Regions from separate parts of the Mus musculus genome. Here region 2 is linked to region 1. A link is a contact called in public promoter capture Hi-C data. All regions are on one chromosome and are shown on one strand. The core of a region is the stretch at or near the end of the contact, and the rest is flanking DNA. Distances in the headings are between cores, read along the strand shown.

Region 1 (7,498 bases), core at 2,121-4,620:
TAGCCCTGGCTGTCCTGGAACTCACTCTGTAGACCAGGCTGGCCTTGAACTCAGAAATTCACCTGCCTCTGCCTCCCAAGTGCTGGGATTAAAGGCGTGCGCCACCACGCCCTGCTATCTCAGGTTGAATTTACCTACTTTACAGTTTTTATGCAGAGCTCCTCTTTCTGTTGCAGTATATGATGGGAGATGTCCAAATGCCCTTTGGGGAAGTCAGAGGGTTTGCTTGTTTGCTTTCTTTTACATTACAATGAAGTCAATTGAGGCAGCTACTATTTTGCTCCCCAAGTTTAAGGAACTTAAAGGTGTTCTCTCTCCACTCTGCTGATTGGGCTTAAAACAAAATCTTAAATGTGTGTGCTCTTCAAAATAGACTGAAAACTGAACTGTTACACTCTAGAGGGAAGTGGTGGGAGGAGAATGGGGCAGAGAGAGAAAGAGGAAAGGAGGGAGGGAGAAAGGGAGAGGTAGAGAGGTAGAGGGAGGAAGAGGTAGAGAGGAAGAACAAAGAAGGGGGGAGAAAGGGAGCAAGAGCAAGGGAGAGAGGGAGGGAGATTGAAAGAGGGTGGGAGAGGTGAAGAGAAAGAAAGAGGGAGAGGAAGAGAGAGAGGGAGAGGAGACCCATCAAACCTGCAAGGTTTAAGACACAGAGCTCAATCTGTGTCACATGCAAAGCTTGCCAAGTTGGTCATTCTTCTGACTCCATGGCTCTATGGGACAGGCAAGTGGGGCTTCAGGCTCAGGCACCTCCTTCCCTAGCAAGCTCTCCCTGACTTCAACGTGCCTGGCTAGGTTAGGAATGAGTACACCATATTTGACAACTTATGGGCTAACTACCCTGGTCTTAGTGAGGTGACAGGTTATCTCTTAGTTGTAATATGTATGTCCCTGGAACCCACCTGAGTCTGGGAGAAAAAAGGCAAAGCAGATGCCAGCAGGTGTCTTCACTACAAATGAATGAAGGGATGGTGGTTTGGTGGACCACTGTATGACTCACCCAGATGGTGGGAGGGGGCTGGTTTGGTTCAGTGAGGCAGTTGGGCTTTGTCTTCACAGATAGCACAGAAGGCAGGCCCACTCCCACTCCAAGCTGTCCCCTCTCACCCCCAGCTGGTCCTTCCTGCCAGGGTCCAGCCTTTAACTGCTGCCCTGCCCTGAACTTTCTGCTACCTTAACTCTTTATCAATAGGCCTCAGTTTTAACAATGTTTGTTACTACTTCTGTGGCCTCAGGCAAGCCTTCTAGCCTCTGCGTTCCAGAGTTAACATTTATTGCCTCTCTTAAGTGCCTGGAGTGGTGTGCTTGACCCTGGCTGATAGTTGTTATCACTTGTACTTCTGAGAACTGGAGAGTCAGAAAGGTTAGGTCACCTGGCCAAGGTCACCCAACCCCTATATGGCCTCTGGTGACAGAATGCTCTGGTCCGTAGTTAGCTAGTGTGTACAATGGGGACTATGATGTGGATCTACTAGCAATGAACTCTTTCTGGAATCTGCTTCCAGGAACAGCTCTCTTGGAAGGTGGACTGGAGGCCAGGGTGGGTTTGCATAACTGCACAGCCCTCTCTTGTTATCCTGGTAGTGGAATTCAGAGCCAGAATGAGTGAGGTGGAGGACTCAAGCATGCTGGACCCCGTGTAAAGAACAGGGGTGGGGGGGGGTTCAGAGACTGGGAACCCGGAGAAAGCACTGAGTGTCCAACAAGGCAGGTCCTGTCTCCTCCAGTCCAAGGGCTAGGCTCTGTCATTTTCCCAGGGGATAGATGCCTAGAGGTGGCCTAGAGGAGACACTCAGGAGATAAGCTCTGTGCTCTCTGAGCTTCAGTGAAGCCTGGGCCTGGGACTGCTGGACCTACTGGAAGAGATATGCAGGCAACTGCTCCCTGTCTGAGGTGTGAGCATTGCCACTCAAGGTCTGTGTGACTCAGCTACCTCTGCTATCCAGTCTCCCATCATAGCTGGGCTCGTCCTGCCTTTGAAGCTCCAAGGCCCCACCCTGGGGTCTCTGTAACACCCTTCCCCTCCCTGCTACCAACACCCCAGGGATTTAGAGCTCTGTCCTGTCCTATGACTTACTACTTTCCCAAAAGAGTCTGTCCCTTAGCTTGATCACCTTGGTCACTTGCTTTCCAGATGGCATGGGAAGGCCTGCTTCATGAAAGACTTCCAAGACTCAGAGACTTTGTTGACTATGGTGGCCAGCTGCAGCGTGCCTGAACTTATGGTCCTGTCCACACTGAACCAGGCAGATTATTCATAGGGACCCAAGGGGAGCACCTTGGTATCTTTTCCTGTTGCTGTGATAAAATATTCTGACAACAGCAACTTTAGGGAGAAAAGGTTCATTTTGTCTCACAGGTCGAGGCCAATATGGCAGGGAAGTCAAGGGAGCAGGTGTGGGAGTCTGCCCGTCACATCACATCACATCACATCACAACCAGCCAGGAGGTAGAGAATGCTTGTGGTCAGCTCAGTTTCACCTTTTTAGACAGCCCCAGGAGAATTAAAAACCAGGATTAGCCATGACAGTGGTTAAGTGCAAGACTTGAGAGTAGGGACCCTGATGTCCAGGACCCCAGTTCTGGGGCAAGGTAAATGTGTAGTACTATACGTATAGGACACTAGCAGTTGGAAGAAATTCATGTGTAAAATTCTTCTCTGTGACAAAAGATACAGCCTGGTTTCCTTTGTATTAAGAAACCTTACATTTTGACCCCATTTTCAGGGATGCCACTCTACTTTGTCTGAAGTAATTTAATTGAAGGTCTTCGATAAAACTATGCTATGGAGAATGCGGGCATCGATCCCGCTACCTCTCACATGCTAAGCGAGCGCTCTACCATTTGAGCTAATTCCCCAGCTATAATTAACTTCCGTCGCAGGTTGTATTGTGACTCACGTCATCACCGGTTTTCCCCCCCCCCTCGTCCCCCGCGGCCGTTACCCCACCGCCTGCTGTCATTGTGTTACCCCATTGGCTTCTTCGCATCCGGAGCTACACAGCCGGGATTGGTTTGGTTCATTTGTTTTAAACTACATTGACTATGCGGATTGGTGGTCCCAAGCGTCTGTCACGCGAGGCCCCGCTGTTGCTACGGGGCAGAGGGACCCAGCCTAAGCTTCTCCCAATTTCTGACTTGTTTCTCAGACTCCGGGGTCTAGAGGTTCCGGATCCGTCAAGACCATGGGAAAAAGAATGCGCCTCTCGCGTTTGACTGACAAGACCTCAAAGCCAATCGAAGTGGAGTCGAGGGAACCGCTGGGCGGTCCAATAGGTTGTGGGGGGCGGGAGAGACAAGCCAATGATCCGTGTGAAGGGGCGGGGTCTATCCTGTGATTGGCTGCGGGGCGGCCGGAGGGAGGGCGGGGGTAACTCAAGGCCTGCTTGATACGTCCGCCATTTTGGGCGCTTCGCTGATGGTGTCGGTGAACCTTTTTCCCGCCTGAGCGCGACTAACTGCGGGTCTTGGGCGCCTCCAGGTAACTCAGGGGAGGGGGCGGTGGCGCGGAGTGTGCGGGTCGCGCGGGCAAGCGGCCGACCGATCGTGGCGGTGGTCCGGTCCCGGCGGCGTGGGGAGGGAGCGTCCCGGCCCCTTTCCCCTCCCCCCCGGAATCGGCAGCTTCGGCGGCCCGGGAGGCGGCGTCCAGTCCTGGCCAGGACCGGGCCGCCCGCTCCTGTCAGCCGGGCCGAGCGTTGGCAGTCAGCCGAGCCGACTGCGAACTTTGGACGCCGAGGTGACTCTGGGCTTGGCTCGGCGGGAGCCCAGGCGAGGCGAGGCGCGCCCCGAGCCAAGTCGGGGGTCCTGGGCGAGCTCCCCGGCTCCCGCGCCCGGGCCTTCACAGCGACTTCTCGGGATCTCCTGGAGCTTGTCAACTCGCTGGAGAGCTTCGCGAAGGCTTTTGTTGGACTCTTGTCCTCTGAGAAACAAGTTGTGTGGGTTTCTGGGCATTAGCAGAGTCATCGGAACACACAAAAACCAGTTCCGAGTCTCTCGGGGCCATCGCAGTGAATCTTCATCCTCCGCCGTTGAGTCTCTCTTTTATACAGACGCGGGCATTGGAGATTCCCTGGTGTTTTGGAGCTGAAGTGAGGAGTTACCCTTCTTGTGGCTTCAAGCACCTCGCTTTTAAAGCTCGGCTCACTGTTAACTTGGAGGTCTTTTTCTCCCCAGTCCCGTTGTCTTTCATTAGAACTTGGACTTGAAGTTGTAGGTGGGACAGAATGAGTGGTCTCGGTAGCTCTGTGTCTGTACTTCTCCACCGCATGTCCTACTGTCATTTGCCGCCTACCTGCTGTGGTCTCTTTAGAATGGGCCAGAGCTTTGTTTATGTTTTGCTTTGGCTTGGGGGAGGGGACACTTAGAAGGTTTCCTTGCATCAGAGCACTTGTTAATATGGATACTGTTTCATTTTCTTAAGTCAAGTTTACTTTGGTTTTTGCCCTCAAGGTCATGTTGCAGTTGACACAGCCCGTAAGAAAGGAACTTAAGATCTCCTTCCACTAAAATGTTCCTTGAAATTGCAAGGTGCAAGATCCCTGTTGCCAGTGGTGTTTGAGCTTTCTTATGGGCCACCTGAAAATTACATCTTCCTTTGTCACTTTCTAGTCCTGTGACCTTGGGCGAATTAGTCCTCTTTGCTGCCCCTGTAACCCATGAAAATAAGTTTGTTTCATAAGTTTATCTCATGTTAGGTCCCAATTTTATCTAACATGTTCATATTAGACTGTAACTGAGTATATATGTAAATATGTTAGCACAAAGCAGCTAGAATCGTGCTTTGTGAATAGAATCAGCTCAGTGGTGACCATACCTCTCAAATTCAACTTGATCTTGATGATTTTGTTTGTTTTTGAGGCAGGGTCTCACTATGTGGTGGGAAGATCTTTACTGCTTCTGCCTTTAATAATGGGATTAATAAAGTCATGCACCACTGCACCGGACTCATTATTTAGTTATTTTTTGAGATGATAGTAGTTTAGAATGTTCTTGACTTTCCTTTTCAGCTAAGGCTGCCTCAAATTCTTGATCTTGCTGCCTCTACCTGACAAGCATTATGAATAGAGGTGTGTACCACCACACCTAGTTCAAAATTAACTTTTAAGTGTTTAGGTACAATTAGGAAAGCCATGTGTTTAAGGATCAGCTGGGCTAAAAAAAATTACTGGAAGTTATTTTAATTTTTCCATGAGATGTTGAAAATCTATTAAATCACTTGAAAGCGTTTTGTCTAAACCAGTACTTATGCATAGAAAACACCTTCAGGATCTTAAACAGCACCCCTCCTCTGCTGCTTCTAGGCACTGCTTCTGTGTAGTTGCCCCAAATCATAATATGAGGATTTCTTAGATTTTCCTGGTTGTTATTGCAATTGAAAAGCTGCAGTCTTGAGAGCTTCAGCAAAGGTACAGGTTAAATATGCCTAATTTCTGAATGCTCTGAAACCTGACAGCTTTTGAGTATGAAACTTAGATTGTGTAGCAGTTTCTATTAGGGAACTTAAACTGGTAAAGGCTGCCAGCCTTCAGAATCTGAATCTGATGTTGTAGTCCCAACCACTTCGGAAAGGATGTGCTCAGCTTGTAGCTTGGGGAGTGGCTGTTGTTCCTGGGTGCTTTGGGACCTATCCCTCACTTCACTGTGTCTGGCCAGGGACCCTAGTGTCTTTCACTCATCCAGTTATCCTTAAATTCAGCTTTTTAAATGTCTGCTCTCTGCTTTCTCCATGGTACATGAAAAGAGGACAACTCTTGGTGATAATTGCTTAGATTGCTTTATGCACTGAGGAAGCGTATTTTAATGGAATACATCTCAAGTAGACTTGAGTATACTGATTGCTTTAACCGACTTTAGCTTTTGTATAAAGTAAAGCACCCCCTGCCCAACTGCACAAAAACCAATCTGCTACAAAAACAAGGCTTGCTAGTTTGCATTAATTGAGTACTTAAGAAGTAGTCTATAGTTGGGCAAAAAATGCATAGCACTGAAGTTAAGACTTTAAGTGGGGTTTCCTTAGCTACTTTAAGATGCCTTTTAGCAGTTCCTCTAGAAAAGTGGGTTATGACAAGTAAGCATTTCTTCCTTAAAACAGTATTTGTTAGGGTTGATAATCAACTTGGATTTTTTTATGATTAACTTAGTAGTTGAGATAGTTGAAATCTTAGATGTTACCCGTGTGTGTTGATCTATAGTTTTTCATTTTACTACATTTCAGAAGAATAAATGATAAAGAAGTCCTTTCAGATATCTGTTCAACTAAAACTCAGCACCAAGTTTACTTTCTAAAGAGGGCAGGAGCCTGGCCTGGCCTGGGTGGCGAGAGCTCAGCTGCACTGGAGGCTGAGGAGCTGCTTTTCCTTAGAATGGAGCACATTTTGTTTTGTTTTGTTTTTTTTTGTTTTGTTTTGTTTTGTTTTTCCAGACAGGGTTTCTCTGTATATCCTTGGCTGTTCTGGAACGAACTCTGTAGACCAGGCTGGCCTCAAACTCAGAAATCTGCCTGCCTCTGCCTCCCGAGTGCTGGGATTACCACGCCTGGCAGAATGTACCAAGAATATTGATCAGACCTCTTGACTTGCAGTTATATATATGTTCTATCTCGATGTCAATTGACTTTCCTTTCTGTTTCACGAACCCATGATATGTACATGTTTATGTGGAACAGAATACTTGAATATAATGTGTATAGACAAGGGTAATTTAAGCATTTCTTTTTGTTTTTGTTTTTAAATTTTATTTCATTTATATGAGCACACTGTAGTTGTATTGAGACACACCAGAAGAGGGCATCAGATCCCATTACAGATGGTTGTGAGCCACTATGTGGTAGCTGGGAATTAAACTCAGAACCTCGGGAAGAGCAATCAGCCAGTGCTTTTAACTGCCGAACCATCTCTCAAGCCTGCCTGCTTGCTTGCTTCCTTCCTTCCTTCCTTCCTTCCTTCCTTCCTTCCTTCCTTTCTTTCAGATTTATTTATTTATTTATTAGTACACTGTAGCTGTCTTCAGACACACCAGAGAGGCCGTCAGATCCCATTACAGATGGTTGTGAGCCACCATGTGGTTGCTGGGATTTGAACTCAGGACTTTGGAAGAGCAGTCAGTACTCTTTTTTTTTTTTTTTAAGATTTATTTATTTATTACATGTAAGTACACTGTAGCTATCCTCAGATACTCCAGAAGAGGGAGTCAGATCTCATTACGGATGGTTGTAAGCCACCATGTGGTTGCTGGGATTTGAACTTCGGACCTTTGGAAGAGCAGTCGGGTGCTCTTACCCACTGAGCCATCTCTCCAGCCCTCTTTCTTTCTTTTAAAGAATTTATTTTATGTATATGAGTACACTGTAACTGTCTTCAGACATTCTAGAAGAGGGCATTGGATCCTGTTACAAATGGTTGTGAGCTACTGTGTGGTTGCTGGGAATTGAACTCAAGAACTCTCAAAAAGCAGTCAGTGGGGCTGGTGAAATGGCTCAGCGGTTAAGAGTGCCAACTGCTCT
Region 2 (7,498 bases), core at 2,646-5,145, 5.1 Mb before region 1:
ATGGCCTACTAGGCCATCTTTTGATACATGTATTTTGAATACTTGATTTCCTGGTCCTTACATCCCTAAATTTTGAACACTCCAATGTAGTAGTCCCGTCTTATGGAGCAATCTGTTCTGTTTAATCTTGGCAATTCCCCTATAGTGCACATGATCAGGAAATGTTATCATGTAAGCTTGAAACCTACATGAAATAGGAACACCCTTTATTATTCACTTGGCAGCCAAATCATCCCATCCGACATAATTCTGCTTTGGCTTCCCAGCACCCACAACCCAACCATAGAACTTCACTTCTAGAGGATCCAGCACTGTGGTATCAGCCATTTTTTTAGGCAGACCTGTATATATATATATATACAGGCAAAAACCCTAACTTGCCACCTTGATCATCTCACTACCAGTCCCCCTCTCCACATGCTCATGGTCAGCCTCCTCTACTTCTACTCCCTGTCTTACCGTACACCAGCTCAACTCCCTTCCCTATGGCTTAAACTACACTAATAGACTGGGCTTCATCTCCTTTCATACTTTTCCTAGCCAAAATGGAGACACTGTCAGATGGTCTGCAGTAATGCCAGCAAAGGCATATTAAATAGCATATACACACACACACACAGGAAACCATTTAACAGGCCATGGTCAGCTTCAAAGTTACTCTTGGCAAGAAATGGGGGTTTCTTGGTAATTGCAGGATGAGTTTCACAGAAACTTTTGTTATATAAAAGGAACCCTTAGTAAGTCAATTTCTGCATATCACAGTATAATTGACCTAGGGAATTCTTAGCCAGATTTCCTGCCTTGCTGATACAAAGCTCAGGTGCCATTACTCCAGACTCAATAGTCCTGCTAAAGAAATCACCAAGTAGAGGGTTTTTACCTTAGTGAAACCAAGACTTTTTAGGATCCACCCAAATCAAATAAGCCATCACAATAAATAGCATAAAGAGCATTTATTGCTAGAACAAACACAGAGTACAAGTTAACAGTGGAAGAACCAGGTATCAGCTCCTACAGTTAACAATGTGGTAAGCAAGGAAGGTAAATTTGCAATTGCAAAGAATTATTTCATCATTTATTTTAAAGTGATCTCTTATGGTGAAACACTGGCCTGGACAAACAGATCTTTCATGATTTCTGTTCCTGCAAGATAAAAATTTGAATTAGGAGTAGAAAGCAAAATCATCCTACATTCACTATCAGAAGAGACTATAGGCTGTCTAGGTAACCAGTTTCCCCCAACCCTGCGCCGCCCATTTTAATGATTTGAAGGGCTTACCTATCCTTCACACGCAGCTCATTCTTTTCCTCAGACCTGTAAAACAAGTAAATCACCTTTTGATTCCTCTTTAATCAAGTGAGAATTCTTCCCTTTCTACGCACAAAAATGATCCCTCAGACAGTTCCTTCTGGAACAAAGTTTCCTCTTTTCCCCCAGCCAGCCCCAGTGGGTTCACCTTTTCAGGCTCTGGAGCTAGGACAGGAAGTAGGACGTGTGAACATTTCTTCATGGGGAAATTATAGTTCAGCATACTTTTCATCTAAGTTTTCTCACCTTATTTTAGCCTGGACTTGAAAATGAAGATATGCTTCAACTTTCCTACAAAATAGCAAACAATTTGGGCCATTAATGCTTAAGCTTCTTTTACAAAAGCTTATGCTAGTATTAATACTATGCTAGTATTAGCATAAAAAATTTCCTACTTGATCCAAAATGAGCTCACAACTCAGAAAATACCTTTCTCCACAGCTATCAGACTGGGGCGGTATTCAGTTCATCAGGGTGAGCAGGAATTCACTAGGTCTAAGTATTATATATTCAACCTTATACTACAAAAAGCATTACTAAGACATATACCTGGTACGGCTCCTTTGTTCTCAGCCAGACACACCATCTCTGAAAAACAAGACAGTCATCAGCAATGTTAAAAATCCTGCAACAGCTTGTTCCTATCTAACCCATCATTCTGAGAAAAATCAGATTTCCAAGTCTCAACAGCAATCATCAGCCGAACGAGATTCTATGAAAGTCATCATATATACACAAAGTACGTTCTCAGTTAGGTCCCCCCACCCCAGTCCAATGCTATGCACATACACCACACCACACACTGGAATCACTCACCTGTAAACCCACAAGTATGGCACTGCTAACAGAACCTGGAGAAAAATAACAAACCTTGAAAAGGCTGGATATAAGGCCCTTGCCCCCACACTACCCTTTGGTTTCTCAGGTGTTCCTGTGTTTTCATTAGCAGTCATAGTGAGCTAGTTTGATTCATCATAGAAACAGCAAACCTAGTGAACAAACCCCATCCAAAATAATCTAACTAACCTTTGAATGCCTGAGATTTGTCACCAGGAAAACCTGTGGAAGAGTAACAAGTAGTTATTTTCAACCATCAGGACAGAATTACAATCTGTCTGTCAGCACTAACTGCCATCAGAACTCTAACATGCTATAAATTCACACCTTCACGGAGTGTTCAGTGTCATCATTTCAAATCATCTGACAGTTGAGTTTTTAAGAGAACAAAGGCCTTAACATAATGTGTCCTCTAGAAATACAAATAGTAAGCAGCAAAAAAGTGTTGTGCTGCTTCAATGTCTGTCTTGACTATTTTCCCTAGGGAAACCCTAAGCTCTACTTGGACAATTACCTGCACTCATCCTGGGAGGTAGCTCGAACTCTTCATGTTGTCACAGCACCCTGGAAACAGAGAAACAATGTCATTTTTAAATGTAATCACAGCCACCTCAGCACCTTCTTTCTTCAGCCCATTTCAGTAGTAAGATGACATCATTGCAACTCAGCCATATGCTTGTCATTTACATTGTTCATCATTAAGTGGCCATCTAAATATGTTCCCTAAGGAAGCACCAACCATCAATACCTACCTGACTACAAGCAAAACGTGTTATTTGTAAAATTGAACAGGCCTGGCTCCAAAGTGTAAAGGGCTTTGAGATGAACCACATCTAGAACAGAAAAAAAAAACCCCAAACTTCAATAAAAGACTTTATGCCAAACAATCCAAATACCTGCCACAGATTGTGCTACTCAGAGAATTTTTGTTTTCTCCACTAAACCATCAGAAAGAGAGAGTTCAGTTTTCATATCATCCCCGTAGCACACACACAACTTATACTCAACAACCAAAAAAATCTGGTAAAACCATTAACACTACTTACTCTGAAAAGAGAGCGTACACCCATCCTTTTGTAAGGTGGCACCTCAAACCTGTAGAGAAGTTAGCATCGGGTTACTTCTACACCAAGAAATCTCTAAAGGATGAGAAGGCTGTGATGTAGGGCCAGCCTCCTCAGAGTTACTTATCCTCACAGATATATCAGTACAGGTCTGTGAAAAGGTCCTCATCATAGGGGGTGGCCTTGCACTGCCGCCACCATTTTGTCCTTCACAAAATCCTGTCATCTTTAGGTCTTGAATGCCCTAACATGGTCTCCCCGCTAAGACTACGGAACAGATTACCAAAGTCCACATTTATTAACGCTGCCCACGAGGGTCTTTTAAATCACCAGAAATAAACATTACGTAAGAAAATACAGGCGGCGGTTCACAACAGTGACAGATAGGTGTTTGTGATAAAAGCCAGCCGCAGTTATAGGAAAGCTGATTAAGAGAAAGACAAGAGCCAGGCGTGGTGGCGCACGACTTTAATCGCAGCACTCGGGTGGCAGAGGCAGGCGGATTTTAGTTCGAGGCCACCCTGGTCTATAAAGTGAGTTTCAGCAGGACAGCCAGGACTATACAGAGAAACCCTGTCTCGAAAAACCAAAAAAAAAAAAAAAAAGAGAAAGACAAGAAAAAAACAAAGTGAAAACTACAGCACATAAAGACGTAGAGTACTTACCCCGAACAAGGAAAAATGAGGCCGACAAGAACAACGTGTGGCCTATAAATAGCATCTCGCAAAGGCCCACGGGATTTGGAGGTGGGACTAGGACTCACGCAGGCGCTAAGGTAAGCGGTGTGCGAGCCGGAGGAATTGTGGGTAGAGGAATCCGCCCAAAGGGGCGTGCGGAGAGCTCCGCCTCTGATTTTGCAGCGCGAAAAAGAGGCGCAGGCGCTTTAGGGGAGTGCGACGCTACGCCTTTGGCGCTGCGGCTAGGCGGTTCTTACTCACTGCGGGTAAAACGTCATCGCTGGAGATTTTGGTTCGCGACCCATACAGCTCGACTGTCTGGGTCACAACTACCAATATCCATACGTTGAGGCGATTTCTCACCCTCACTCACGCTAAGCCGCGTGTTGATCCATCTCTATGGATCCTGAACCTACTGAACACTCCACCGACGGTGTCTCGGTTCCCCGCCAGCCGCCCAGCGCGCAGACGGGGCTTGATGTCCAGGTTGTCAGCGCAGCGGGCGACTCAGGTACTGGGCCCTGGGCTGAGCTCGGTTGGATTTTCGCTTCCTTGCATGAAGCCTTTTAGGGAAACCCAGTCGGGACTAGAAGCCCTACGTCATTCTGGAGACCGATTTTTGTGTTTTGCTTCCTGGTCTATTTTCGCCATGTTCTTGGCCCGGATTGAATGAAGTAGGGCCAGCATTTAGATGTCATTTATGGAGCATGTTGCATGTTTTGTTTTTAGCAGTGCTATAGATTAAAGCTGCTGCTATGTGCATGTGTAGATAAGTGCTATACTACTGAGGCTGACAATTCTCCACACAACTGGGCTTACCGTTTAAAGCACCCAATATGAGTTAATATTCCACACTCCTAAAAGTTAGGGATAACCCTCATTTTATGCATGGGTGGTCTTAGATATAAAGAGCTCTGGGGGGAACAATCATTAGAATTTACCAGTTTTCTAAGTCGCAGCTATAGACTGGTTATTGAGAGTGTGCAGTAGCATTATAGTCATATGCATATAGCAAACATCTATATGCAGAAGCTTGCCTTTCGAACAATTATCATTACTCTCATACTAATTGCTCTTCTGCATGACCTCACTTAATAATCCAAGTTGGAAGGTGGTAAGGTACAGTTATGGGTGAGAAGCTCGGGTCCCAGAGAGGTTAAGTCATTTGCTGACTGTTACCCAGATAAACAGTATCAGATCCAAGGTATAAATCCAGGCAGCCTGATTTCAAAATCAGCACTTGCAGAAGACCCTGGTTCAATTCCCAGCTAGTAGCCATCTGCAGTTCCAGTTCCAAGGGATCCAGTACCCACTTCTGGCCTCCATGGGCACCTGACACACACGTGGTACATACACATCTAAAGTTTAATTAAGAAAAAATAATGCTGGGCATGTTGATTCATGCCTTTAGTCCCGCCCTAGGGATGCAGGCTCAGGAGGAGTTTGAGGAGCTCAGCGGCTCAGCATGTACCACATAATGAGTTCTTGTCAGCCAGGGCTACATAGTTGAAACCCTGTCTCAAAAAAGAAAAAAAAAGTATTTTAATTTTTGTCTTTTTTTTTTTGGCTTTTCGAGACAGGGTTTCTCTGTATAGCCCTGGCTGTCCTGGAACTCACTTTGTAGATCAGGCTGGCCTCGAACTCAGAAATCCGCCTGCCTCTGTCTCCCGAGTTCTGGGATTAAAGGCATACGCCACCACGCCCAGCTTTGTCTTTGTTTTTTGAGACAGGATTTTCCTGTGTAGTCCTAGCTGTCCTAGAACTTACTTTATAGACTAGTCTGGCCTCAAACTCACAGAGATCCACCTGCCTCTACCTCTTGAGTGCTGGGATTAAAGGTGTGCAACATCACAGCCCAGCTTTTTTTTTAGCGTGGATTCTGTAGTGTTTACAACTGGGGTTGAAGTGATGATTCAGCAGTTCAGATCAAATGGTGTTCTTGTAGAGGACCTAAGTTTAGTTCTTAGTACCCATGTTATGTGGCTTATAGCCACCTGAACCCCAGCTCCAGGCAATCTAACTCTTCTGGCCTTTTTGGGCACCTGTACACATGTGGCATATATTTGTGAATACACAAACATACACATAAATAAAAATTAAAAGGAAAAGAAAACAAAAGCAAACCAAAACAGAATCATTCCATTTTCCAGATGAGAAGAGTGATATGCACATACACACGTGTGTGTGTGTGTGTGTGTGTGTGTGTGTGTGTGTGTGTGTGTGAGAATGTATGTATGTATGTATGTATGTATGTATGTCTGTCTATATATCCAACAGGATCTGGGAGAAGGGAACCAATAAATAAGGCAACTCTGTCTGCCTCCCTAGTGCTGGGATTAAAGGCATGCCACCACACTTGGCTCATATAAGCATTCTTGACTGAAATACTATTTTCATTTCCTAGAATTCTCTTTTGAGTTATTTGTTCTTTAATTAATAAGTTGAATAAAATCATGTGTTTCATCTTGTGTTTATATTGAGCTGTGTTTCAACTTTTAAAAATTACACCTTAACTCATTGCTTTTTTTCTTATTTATTCGTGTGTGTGTGTGTGTGTGTGTGTGTGTGGCTGTATGTTGTGGATGGGGGAGTGTGCATGCTTTAGCATATCTGGAAGTCACAGGTCAACTTAGAGGAGTCAGTTCTGTCCTTACAGTTTGGGTCCCAGGGGTTGAACTCAGGCCCTCAGGGTTGTGGAGCAAGTATTTTTACCCGATGAGACTTCACACAGCCCATGGTTTTGTTTTTGAGTCATGTTCTTAGGTAGCCTGGGTTGGCCTGGAACTCGATATCTAGCCGAGGATGAGCTGGCTTTGAACTTCGGATCCTCGTGCCTCTACTTTGAGGACTGAGACTGCAGGTGTGTGCCACGATACCAGGTTTTACGAGGCAGCGAGGTTCAAACCCAGGACTTTCTCTGTTCTAGCCAGCCCGCCACTAGCTGAGACACAGTCCCAATCTTACCCCTACGGCTTTTGTTGAACTGTCACTCGCCAGTTTGTTCCCTTCTAGTCCATTCTTCTAAATTGTAGCTTGAATGTTCAATTCACAGCACCCACATGGCAGCTAACAACTATCTGTAACTTCAGTTCCAGGGAATCTGACACCTTCTTCTGGTCTCCAAGGGCACCAGACAGGCACATGGTGCACAGACATCCATGTAAACAAAACACCCTTACACATAAATTTAAAAACAAAACAACAACAAAACCCCAACTGTTCACTTCTCCCCTTACGGTGTTTCAGTGCCCCCTTTGTTATTGTAAGGCTACAATCCAGTTTGACTAATACTTCTGTAAAGAAACGTTGCTCCCTTGCCAATTTGTTTCTGTCCCAGTTTTCTTCCTGTTGCTGTGATAAAATATCCTGACAGAAACTTGGGGGAGAGAGGGGTTTATTGTAGCTTATAGCTTCTGGTTACAGTCCATCATTGTCAGAGAATCAAGACACGCTTCAAAAAGCCACATCACATTTGTAGCCAAGAACAAAAATGAACGCCTGCCTTCCTGCCCACCTGCTTGTTTGCCTGTCCTTAGCTCAATTTCTCTACTCTTAGCTCAGGCCCCACTATGGAATGAATGATGCCATATGCAGTGGGCTTTGTCTTCCTA

The links. Promoter capture Hi-C pulls out the DNA fragments that hold promoters and counts their contacts.
Region 2: a promoter capture Hi-C map of cranial neural crest shows a contact between it and region 1. A contact is called at or near these places in 1 of 39 promoter capture datasets (cranial neural crest) and 1 of 484 Hi-C or Micro-C datasets (B cells).

Annotation. Positions count from the first base shown.
Region 1 is chr19:3,571,621-3,579,118 of GRCm38.p6, reverse strand. Ppp6r3 (protein phosphatase 6, regulatory subunit 3) reads left to right here and starts at 3,370. Exons shown (of 24, transcript NM_028999.1): 1 at 3,370-3,478. n-TAagc9 (a tRNA gene) reads right to left here and starts at 2,856; the gene lies at 2,784-2,856.
Region 2 is chr19:8,719,884-8,727,381 of GRCm38.p6, reverse strand. It overlaps Snhg1 (small nucleolar RNA host gene 1), which reads right to left and starts at 3,895. Exons shown (of 10, transcript NR_002896.3): 1 at 3,876-3,895; 2 at 3,193-3,241; 3 at 2,899-2,979; 4 at 2,661-2,710; 5 at 2,336-2,368; 6 at 2,126-2,160; 7 at 1,859-1,897; 8 at 1,556-1,600; 9 at 1,280-1,315; 10 at 1,056-1,143. It overlaps LOC115489078 (a small nucleolar RNA gene), which reads right to left and starts at 3,389; the gene lies at 3,318-3,389. It overlaps LOC115489084 (a small nucleolar RNA gene), which reads right to left and starts at 3,131; the gene lies at 3,057-3,131. It overlaps LOC115489083 (a small nucleolar RNA gene), which reads right to left and starts at 2,850; the gene lies at 2,781-2,850. It also overlaps Snord22, LOC115489082, LOC115489081, LOC115489086, LOC115489087 and a transcript of Slc3a2 not described here.